Regions from separate parts of the Sus scrofa genome. Here region 2 is linked to region 1. A link is a contact called in public HiChIP or PLAC-seq data. All regions are on one chromosome and are shown on one strand. The core of a region is the stretch at or near the end of the contact, and the rest is flanking DNA. Distances in the headings are between cores, read along the strand shown. Region 1 overlaps TNKS (tankyrase-1). Region 2 overlaps ERI1 (3'-5' exoribonuclease 1).

Region 1 (5,301 bases), core at 1,702-4,201:
GGTCATTGCTATGGCGCAGGTTCAGTCCCTGGCCTGGGAAAGTCTGTATGCCATGGGTGCAGCCAATACAAACAAATAAGCATTTTAATGTTAATACCTCATAATAAGTTTGCAAGAATCAAATAGATGCAATTTCACTAGCAGAATCCAGTTAAAACCTTAACATAATTAGTAAGTTACATTAAGAATGAGCCTTGTGGAGTTCCCGTCGTGGTGCAGTGGTTAACGAATCCGACTAGAAACCATGAGGTTGCGGGTTCGGTCCCTGCCCTTGCTCAGTGGGTTGACGATCCGGCGTTGCCGTGAGCTGTTGTGTAGGTTGCAGACGCGGCTCGGATCCTGCGTTGCTGAGGCTCTGGCGTAGGCCGGTGGCTACAGCTCCGATTCGACCCCTAGCCTGGGAACCTCCATATGCCGCGGGAGCGGCCCAAGAAATAGCAAAAAAGACAAAAAAAAAAAATGAGCCTTGTGATTTAGAAGGCTTTGCTAACAATGCACTAGTCAAGGGGCTAGATCACAATTTTTATAAAATTTTTGTAAGGTTTTTTTTAATTGGGCCAAAAGATATTTTGTACCACTGGTAATTAAAAGATGTTTAAGTATTTGTTTCATCTCTTTCCCAACCCTTGTAATTTCTTATGTATAACTTTTATCTATATTGATTATATATTAGTTTAACACTGCTTGGTTATAATTTACAAATGAGCATAATGTACATTGAGAGGGTTTTCAAAGCATTTTTTTACTCCTAAGGTGCAGGATCCAAAAATTTGGATATCCTTACTTTGAAAGGACAATTGATGATTTTAATTAAACAATCAGGATGAGCTGGAATAAAAGGAACAGAGTTCTACAGATTTATTACATATTTTGAGGGTACAGCTACTGCATTGTTATATAAATAATGTCTAGTTGCTCTGTCAAGCAAGAAATAATAAGCTAAGTGGGCTCTCTGCTACACTTAAGAGCATCATATGTTTATCGTTGACCTATTTTTTTTAAATATCTTATGGCATTTATAATGTTCTTGAACAACCATGAATAATGCCCTTCATTTTGGGAAAGTATCCATTTGTTGTCTCCCATGAGTCATTTTATTTCATGAAGGTTCAATGAAAAATAACATTATTTTATATAACCTGTCCTAGTCAGCATTACTCTAGCTCTTTGGTTCTAAATCTTTTTCTGCCCTTCCTGTTCACAGTACATTCTCATCAGTAACGTCGCAGTTCATCAATGGGGCATGTATAATTTTAAACACCCTGCCAGTGAATAGAATGACTTTTAGATGCGATCAGGTGTGTTCAGGGTGGTATGGCCATAGACTAGAATGACTTTTGAACTACTATATCTTCCCTAGTCCTTTCACTACATTCAAATTGAGAACTCCCGCGATTAGGTAATTTAAAATGGGAAAAAAATGTATTTAATCAGATGCCAATACCAATCCCAGTTTCCAATTTCCATCTTCCCATTCACTCATTCCCTGGTTCCAAGGCAGACCGCTCTCCCCCAGGGTTGGTTTATCTGGTGACTGACAAATGCATTAATAAAATCTTGCTGTACAAATCCAACTTAGCACCTGTTGGGGCCTAGTGGTTGCTTGCCTAGTGTTCTTTCTGGGGAACTTAATGGTTTCAGTTTCATTTTTGAATGACTCCTCGTTTCCGTTTGATTCTAAAAGCACCTTTTGAACAAGAAGCACCACCCTTGAGTTAGGATTCAGCCCTCTTACTCTGCTTCCACCATTCTGCTATCTTTCCCCTCCTCGTGATGAATCTAGTTCTCAAGCTAAGACTGTTAAATTAGAAAAGGCAGAGAATTTGGTAGGGAGATCTGATACCATTAGCTAATTTGTCTTACTTAGATGGTTAGAACTTAGTAGTATTTATATAAGCCAAAACATTCTTTTGTGTAAAGTTTGTTGATAAGTACATAGTTCATGTTCATTGTTATGTTAAATTAAGCGTATTGTGTATATAACATGGATAGGTATACTTTTCAGTTTAGAATCCTCCACTTTCTAGTTGTATGACCTTTATAGTTTATTTTAATTCACTGACTCAGCATTGAGAGGTAAAATAATAAAGATTGTTTGCTGAATACTATGGGAAATACCAATTTAGAAGTTAATGCAGTTATTAACCCAAAGCTAATCCTGAACCAATTTAGTGGCAGTAATGAAATAGGAAGAGAAAGACGAAAGCCATTTATGAGAAAATAATTATATTCCTTGGAAATGAACTGGGTGTTAGAATGGACTTAGAAAATGGTGGTACAGTTAAGGAAGTGAGAAAGCTAGAAAGAAATACTGGTTTCCTATGACTTAGTAATGATGTTATACTTGTAGCTGACATGAAAGAGTGACATTTGGATAAAACTGGCTGTTGGAAGTATGGCACTTGAGTATGAAAGAGAGTTTAGGATTAGAAAGGTCTGTTGGGAAGCCATTGACATAGTGATCATACATTGTGGCAGCGAGGAAGGTTCCTGGTAGAGAATATGGAGAGAGGAGAGTTAAGAAAAGAACCTTTGAGGATTACTCCTGTTTTTGGAACAGTTAGTGGGAAAAGGAAACTGAAAGGCCTTTCACAATGTCCATTGAGTGCAATGGGAGTATGAAGAAGGAATGGGTGATTAGTGCCACAGAGAGACATCAAGGGAGACAATCCGTTTAATTTTGCAATTTTCACATAAGGGCTTTGGGAGCTTTTGAAGGAGGGATTCCAAATATACAGATATAGAGAATTTTATTAGTTAAGATCTTGGCAGTAAACAGCACACTCAGAGTGGGTGATTTGAGGAAGGTTTATTTCATAAAGGAATTATGTACAAAAGTGTAAGCAAGGTTTAAGGAAATCAGCAACGGATGAGGTAATACCAGCAGCTAATGGGGAGCTATCATCATCCCTGGGCATGATGGGCCAAGGAACGGGGAAGCTGTATGGAGAAGGCCACCTGACAGCGTTTGGAGCCTTTGATAAAAAGGGTGTGTCCAATCTATTACTCCTCACTCTTCTCCTTCCCAGCAGTCCTCTTGTCATCACTTCACACTGGCCAAGTACAACAAAAAGTTAAAGACGAGAGTCCATTGATGTGATACATACAAGTGACTTTCCTAGGACACAGAGCAGGGTGGAGGATGGATATGAATCCAGAGAGGCAAGCAGGCAATATTCAGCAAAAGGGTAAAAAACAGATGACTAGAGTAAGGAAAGGATGGTTATGAAAAACAATCTCTACCAACTCCCTGCTTTGCAAGATAATGTAAAGCCTAAATGGGAGAGACATGAAGATTTTATCCTTTTTTATTGTTAGTCTCCCTTGGCATTCTGCATTCTGTTACCACTGCCTTGTCTGCTACCATTATTAAATAGAACTTAAGCCCTAATACTAATTACATATAGTATTATTAATACCTAGAAACAAAAGGTTTAATTCAGAGGTGCTTTTATTTTCATACATGAAAACACTGCTGTTTTGTCATTAGTGAACATCTGTTAAATGTGTGGAACATGAAGAAATTTTCTTGATGTTCATATGTCTTAATTTGACAGATTTATTTATACTGTATGGAAGAAGAAATTGTGTCAATAGTAATTGGCATTTAATGGGCTTATTTCTCACATTGGGAGTGATCAAGAATCTTTGCTCACTTTGGAGAAATGTGTTAGCTTATTAAAAGGATTTTATTAATGCTCTTCTAGAGGTGGCTTGATAAGCAGATTCTGTTAGCCCAAAGGTGTTAAAGTGGCTTTTAAAGATATAGATCCAAAGTAGCTTTTATAGTTCATTTAATATCCAAGGTTTGATCATATCAAAATGAGGTCCAGAGGGGCCAGTGTCTCAGAGACATTTTAGTTACTGTTTAGTTACATCTACTGAATCTTCATTAGGCACAAGTGGAAATTTGTTTTAAACTTAGTTATATAAAAGTATGCTGATTACTTCTGTGGGAAAACATATGCTTAATCCCAAAGAAATAATCTGTAGGAATTAGAGCTGAAGTTCAGGAATTTGGAAACCGGTAGTCACCTTGGCTCACATTTTCTTTCTTCATCTGTCTCTTTCTCTTCTGAGATTGCATAGCTTTCTTTTCTCTGCCAGTCTTTGTTCATCTGCTTCATTCTTCTTTTTATACTGTATTTTTCTGTTTTACTTCTCTATGGCAGCCCCTGCTTGGTAAGTCTTTGGCTTAGAAATATACCATGTGCAGCTGCCATCTCTCCCAAGCCTCAGGGATGAGAAAGGGAGAGCAGGAATAAGACTTCAGTCTGTTCAGCACAGCCCTGGGCCTGGCCCCTCCAGACTAATCAGTTATGTTCAGTGAGTTATTTCTCTGACAGTTAAGGCATGTGGGCTAGGTGAGCAGCACCCCTTTAATAAAGCAAAGAAAGATATACCATTATAATGTAATATAGACCTCTTTTCAGAGAACTTGATTGTTCCTTTTAAAATTCCACATGAATGTTGAAGGTTTACAAATAGTAATATACTCAAGTTTGGCTAGTAAACATTAATCTAGTTTCATGTCGCTCAAATTACATTAAAATTTAACTTCTTAGACAAATTCTATACTCTGTGGTGGGTTCATAACACATTAAAGGATTAAAAACATATTAAAGTGAAATATTAATTACCATAGCAGAATTCCAGCTAGGGGAGTTCCCGTCGTGGCGCAGTGGTTAACAAATCCGACTAGGAACCATGAGGTTGCAGGTTCAGTCCCTGCCCTTGCTCAGTGGGTTAAGGATCCGGTGTTGCCGTGAGCTGTGGTGTAGGTTGCAGACGCGGCTCGGGTCCTGCGTTGCTGAGGCTCTGGCGTAGGCTGGTGGCTATGGCTCTGATTAGACCCCTAGCCTGGGAACCTCCAGATGCCGCAGGAGCGACCCAAGAAATAGCAAAAAAAAAAAAGAATTCCAGCTAGGAATTAAATTTGTGATCATTTTGTCTCTTTTATTCCTCAGAGGAGGTGCTTTTAACTATGTATATCTCACCATGGATTACAATGGCCTATAAATATATCTGTGAAAACTTTAGAGTCAAATTAAATTATGCTTTTATTACAGATAAAGTGAACCAGTTATTTTCAATATTAAACAGTTCTATCAACACTGGCATTTAACTTTTTATTACCAGAATGTACTGATTTGTCATTCTAACAGGACATCCATTTACCAGCCATTTTCAGACACTCACTGTATAAGGCATTGAACTTACTCTTGTGGAGTATATATGAAGTTTGAATTTATTAGGATTCTTCTCTAAAAGGTCTTAAAATCTAAAATAATTTTGTCTAAT
Region 2 (5,574 bases), core at 272-2,771, 530 kb before region 1:
GAAATTGAGGTCTTTTCCCTATGATTATTAGTCATTTGGATTTCTTCTATTCATAGGATAGGTTGTGTGTTTCTAGGAATAGTCCATTTCAAGTTATTCAGTGTGTTAGAAAAGGTACTTTTAGAAGTGCATTTTCTGGATGATGTTTAGTGGAAGGCTCAGGATGCATTGGCAGTATTGCAGCTTAGGATAATCGTTGATGTTTATCTTGGTGCTTTTATGTCATTTGCTCTGTGATTCTCCCAGTAGCCCAGTGAGTAAACAGTATAACTATTACTGTCATTTTACAGTGGCTCTAAGATGCATAGGTGACAAAGCCAGCTATATACAACCACATCATGTCAAACTTATCAAATTTTCTTCCTGGTAGGGATATACAGAAGACAAAGTAGTGGTTCTCAAAAGTGGAGGACATGTTGGAATTTGGGGAGTGTCTGAGATTTTTATATTTATCAAAATGGAGCAAGTATTTAAATAGGTCTAAAATAGCATATGTTCTCTTTCATTCTGGACCTTTATTACCTTTAGTCATCTAGAAAAGCCAGATATTCTTTCACTGTATCTAAGGAGTCAGTCAAGTAAAATAATACATTATGGAAAAATGCCATTCAAAAGAATTAGTTTGGGTTAAAATGGTAGATGTTCAGAACAATCATTTCTTTTCATAAATTATTCATTAAATTACAAAACTGTAGACTTTTTAGATGTCTTAAGGATTCCATCTGTGTTGTGTATTTTTATCTAAAATTCTTTTTTTTTTTTTTTGTCTTTTCTAGGGCTGCTTCCCGCAGCATATGGAGGTTCCCAGGCTAGGGGTCTAATCGGAGCTGTAGCTGCCAGCCTATGCCACAGCCACAGCAACGCCAGATCCAAGCCATGTCTGCGACCTACACCACGGCTCATGGCATCGCCGGTTCCTTAACCCACTGAGCGAGGCTAGGGATCGAACCTGCAACCTCATGGTTCCTAGTCGGGTTTGTTAACCACTGCGCCACGATGGGAACTCCTTTTTTTTTTTTTTTTTTTTTGGTAAAATTCTAATGTATTTTTAAAAAGCTCTGAGAAATAGCAACAACAACAACAACAACAAAAAAGACAAAAGACAAAAAAAAAAAAAAAAAAAAAAAAGCTCTGAAGGTTTGCTCTTTATTTGCTTCATTTAACCCAGAGTGTTTGTCCTTTGCCTAACTTTATTTAGCTATTACTATTAATTTGCAACTTCTTTTTCCACTTCACAGTGACATGCAGAATAGTATCGAATTATTTTCTAAGCTGTTTGTTTATTTTTCAGGTTCCTAGAAGCCAAACCAAGCTAACAATAATGCTTGAAAAACTCGGAATGGATTATGATGGGCGACCTCACAGTGGTCTTGATGACTCTAAGAACATTGCCCGAATAGCTGTTCGAATGCTTCAGGATGGGTGTGAACTCCGGGTTAATGAGAAAATGCATGCAGGACAGCTAATGAGTGTGTCCTCTTCGCTACCAATAGAGGGCACCCCAGCTCCACAAATGCCCCATTCCAGAAAATAACAGCACTTTTGCTCTTTTGCCCGTGGATCATTCACTCTAACTGGAGCTGCTACCAAAGAGGTAGCAGATGAATACTTATTGAATTAGTCCTGCAGTGCAAAACTTAAGCACCTTAAACATTTAAAATCTTATTTCAGTTATAGATAGATGCATATATATGTGAACAGTTCTGTGGGGAGGGCATATTGAATTTTTTGTCATCAGCACTTTTGATATGAGCAGTATTTGTTACACAGTAGCAGTTCCTGCTTAGAACTGAATTTGTAATTTAAGGTGTCCAAGATGTGTTCTTTTTGGTTTTAAAATGTTGGCTCTCCCCTTGAATGTCATTTCTTATTGATGTTAAAATATGTAAAATGTATTTCTACATTAACAGCATTAGATCAGATTATTTCTTAAAATACAGAAAAGATGGGAAAGATAGGCCCTATATAGCCTTTGGTTTTTAAGAGTATCATAGTCTTTTTGGTTTTTGGAGTTTCTTTGTGAAGGTCAGCTGCGAGTGGTGAATTTCATAAAGTACTTGGTACACATATCTGCCTGTGGGTTTTTTTTTTCATAATTGAAAGACCTGTGATAGATTATAGGATCTCATTAGAAATGCAGGTACTCATGAGGTTAATAGAAAGTCAAAAGAAAATACCATCTAAGGAAATGTAAAGGCTACAGCTTAAACTTTATAATGTATAAATAAATCATTGGGGGTTTTTGGATTAGTGGGGTTTTTTATTTTATTGTTGTTCCCCTTCCTCTTAGGTCATATATCTGTCCTAATTCTTAAATCTAAGAGACCACGTTTCGAGTTAGACTTAATTTTTGTATTTGTAATGAACATTAAGAGTGAGGCTAATAAAGTCAATGTTTTTTTTTAAACTATATCTTATATTTTATTATTATAAATTGATTTTACATAGTGAGTGACCACAAAATGTTGAATAGTTAATTCTTAACTAATTCTGAGAACAAAAGTTGTTTATGGAATTTAGAAAGTAAAATTCTCCTTACCTAGAAGCTAAAAATGCATATCTTTGGAACTAGATTTCCCCCTGTAGCTTTCTTGGAACAATTTCATTGGCATTGTTTCTTATCATTTACTTTCTAATAATAATTGTGATGTGGGGCACAGTCTTTAAGATATTAACCTGCTGTGGCCCCTTTTGCCTGGCAAAGCAATAAAGCTATCTTTTTCTCCTTAACCTCCCCTCCCCCCAAATTTGTGATGCTAGTTTTTTTTAATGGTTTATGCATTATAATCAAATGAATTGTATACGGTCTTCCAACACAGATGCATAGGATAAAAGTAGGCATTTTTCTTGGTATGAGAATTCTCCACACAGTGCTATAGGCTTTTTGCTTGAAAGAGTGAATTTCTGCTGTTAAGCAACAGTTGTAGAATCAGCATCATAATGAATAACAAGTGGATAACAGAAGGTACAAGAATATACAATGCCCTTAGACAAACTTAGATACAGATTATAGTAAAACCAGGAAATCTAGATGTTTTAGGTTTACACAATAAACTCTAGGGGTGAAGTGGATATAGGCTGAAGATTTTTGTGACTCTCTAATAGCATAGTACGATATACCATAAAGTATTACTTGACATTTTAAAGCAGGTCCTTTAAATTCTGAGTTACTGTGCCAGGGCCAAGTAGTAGAGAACAACAAATCATTACCAAGGTGTGGATCCACTCACACTCCTTGGGGGATTTTTCCACATAGCTTTCTTACCATAGAATTCAAATTCATGCTGCAGCTTCCAGAGCTACTCACAATAGCAAAAAATTGCAATATTACAATTTTACAAATGGGAATATTACATTGCCCTCTTCCTTTGTTTTTAAGTTAAGCTGCTAATCTTTTTGCCTATTTTTCTTGTTGCCAAGTACCAACAAGCTCGTTTTATATGTCTTTTTAAGATCTTCAACATTATAAGCGTTCATTATCCTCTTGGCTCAACCAAATGTCTTGTGATGCTTTACTGTACTAATTTTTTTAAACTTTACTGAGGAATAATTAGCAGATATGTATATATTTAAGTATAAATGTGATAATTTGATAGATATCGTGGAATGGTACCAAGGTCAAGATAATTAACACATCACCTCATGTAGTTAGCTGCTTCTTTTTTTTTTTTGTTTGTTTGTTTTTGTTTGATGGTCAGAATGCTTGAGGTCTACTCTCGGCAGCTTTCAGGTATACAGTACCAAATTAACTATAGTCACAATACTGTACATTACATTCTCAGAGATTATTCATTGTAAAACTGAAAATGTGTATCCTTTGACCTACATTGCCCCATTTCTACCATCCCCACCCTTTGGCAACAGATGTTCTATTGTTTCTGTGAAATTGCTTTTTTTTTCTTTTTCCTCTAGATTCCACATGTAAGTGATACCATACAGTATTTGTTTTCTTCATCTGGCTTATTTCATTTACACCTCCAGGTTCATCCACATTGTCACAAATGGTAGGATATCCTTCATTTTTTTATGGCTAAATAAATTCCTCTGTGTGTGTGTGTGTGTGTGTACCATTTTTGTTTGTTTCAGGGTATAAAAGTACTCTTTTGAGAGTTCATTTTTGACTTCTCCTTTGACCCATTAGTTAGCTCAGAAGTGTGTTGTGTAATTTCCACATATTTATGAACTTTCTTCCTTTCCTTTTATCGATTTCTAGTTTTATATGATTGCAGTTAGAAAAGATAATTGATGTGGTTTCTGTTGTCTTAAATTTGTTGTGATTTATTTTGTGACCTCACATATGATCTATCCTAAGAATGTTCCTTGTGTGCTTGAGAAGAATATGTACAGTTATACCTCAGAGATGTTGTAGGTTTGGTTCCAGACCACTACAATAAAGTGATTATGATAAAGTGAGTCACATGAATTTTTTGGTGTATTAACATTATACTGTAGTTTAGTGTGCAGTAGCATTATGTCTAAAAAATGTACATACCTTAATTAAAAAATACTTTCATTGGAGTTCCCGTCATGGCTCAGTGGAAATGAATCTGACTAGTATCCATGAGGACACAGGTTCGATTCCTGGGACTTGCTTAGTAGGTTAAGGATCTGGCATTGCTGTGGTTGTGGTGTAGGCTGGCAGCTGCAGCTCTGATTCAGCCCCTAGCCTGGGAACCTCCATATGCCATGGGTGCAGCCCTAAAAAAAACTTTTATTAAAGCTAAAAAATTCTAACGTCATCTGAGCCTTCAGTGAGTTGTAATTTTTTTTGCTAGTGGAGGATCCTTCCTTGATGTTGATGGCTGCTGACTGATCAGGGTGGTAGTTGGTGAAGGTTAAAGTGGCTGTGACAGTTTCTTAAGACAGCAATGAAAGTTTGCCACATTGATTGACTCCTGTTTTCACAATTTCGCCATAGCATGCAGTCCTGTTTGGTAGCATTTTATCTACCTTTCAAAACTGGAATCAGTCCTCTCAAACCCTGTCACTGCTTTATCAGCTAATTGTAATACTCTAAATCCTTATTGTCATTTCAACAATCTTCATGGCATTTTCAACAGGAGTAGATTCTGTCTCAAGAAACCACTTTCTTTGCTCATCTGTACAAAGCAGCTTCTCATCCATTGGTTTTCATCATGAGGTTTCAGCAATTCATTCACATCTTTAGGCTCCATTTCTGATTCTAGTTTTCTTGCTATTTCCACTACGTCTGCAGTTACTTCCTCCACTGAAGTCTTGAACCCTTCAAAGTTATCTTTGGGAGTTGGAATAAACTTCTTACAAATTTCTGTGAATGTTGCTACTTTGACCTGTTCCCATGAATTTTTAATGTTCTTTTTTTTTTGTCTTTTTGCCTTTTCTAGGGCCACTTCTGTGGCATATGGAGGTTCCCAGGCTAGGGATCTAATCAGAGCTGTAGCCGCCGGCCTACAACAGAGCCACAGCAACGTGGGATCTGAGCCTCGTGTTCAACCTACAGCACAGTTCACAGCAACGCCAGATCCTTAACCCACTGAGCAAGGCCAGGGATTGAACCCGCAACCTCATAGTTCCTAGTTGGATTCGTTAACCACT

The links. HiChIP or PLAC-seq counts read pairs in DNA pulled down with a chosen protein or histone mark.
Region 2: a contact with region 1 is called in an H3K27ac HiChIP or PLAC-seq map of alveolar macrophages. The contact joins two enhancer-like sites. A contact is called at or near these places in 1 of 47 Hi-C or Micro-C datasets (embryonic fibroblasts) and 1 of 2 datasets of contacts at active chromatin or transcription factors (alveolar macrophages).

What each region holds. Positions count from the first base shown.
Region 1 is chr15:55,564,696-55,569,996 of Sscrofa11.1, reverse strand. All of the region lies in intron 11 of TNKS (tankyrase-1), which reads left to right. Among named protein-coding and RNA genes, the nearest start is that of DUSP4, 76 kb to the right of the region's middle. Within about 2 kb of position 2,951, at least 9 of the 83 cell types and tissues checked have an H3K27ac peak or open chromatin away from gene starts, as enhancers often do. A contact at or near this core is called in alveolar macrophages, where this site is marked.
Region 2 is chr15:56,095,643-56,101,216 of Sscrofa11.1, reverse strand. It overlaps ERI1 (3'-5' exoribonuclease 1), which reads left to right. Exons shown (of 7, transcript XM_021075032.1): 7 at 1,292-5,574. The coding sequence ends at 1,534. Among named protein-coding and RNA genes, the nearest start is that of ERI1, 25 kb to the left of the region's middle. Within about 2 kb of position 1,521, at least 5 of the 83 cell types and tissues checked have an H3K27ac peak or open chromatin away from gene starts, as enhancers often do. A contact at or near this core is called in alveolar macrophages, where this site is marked.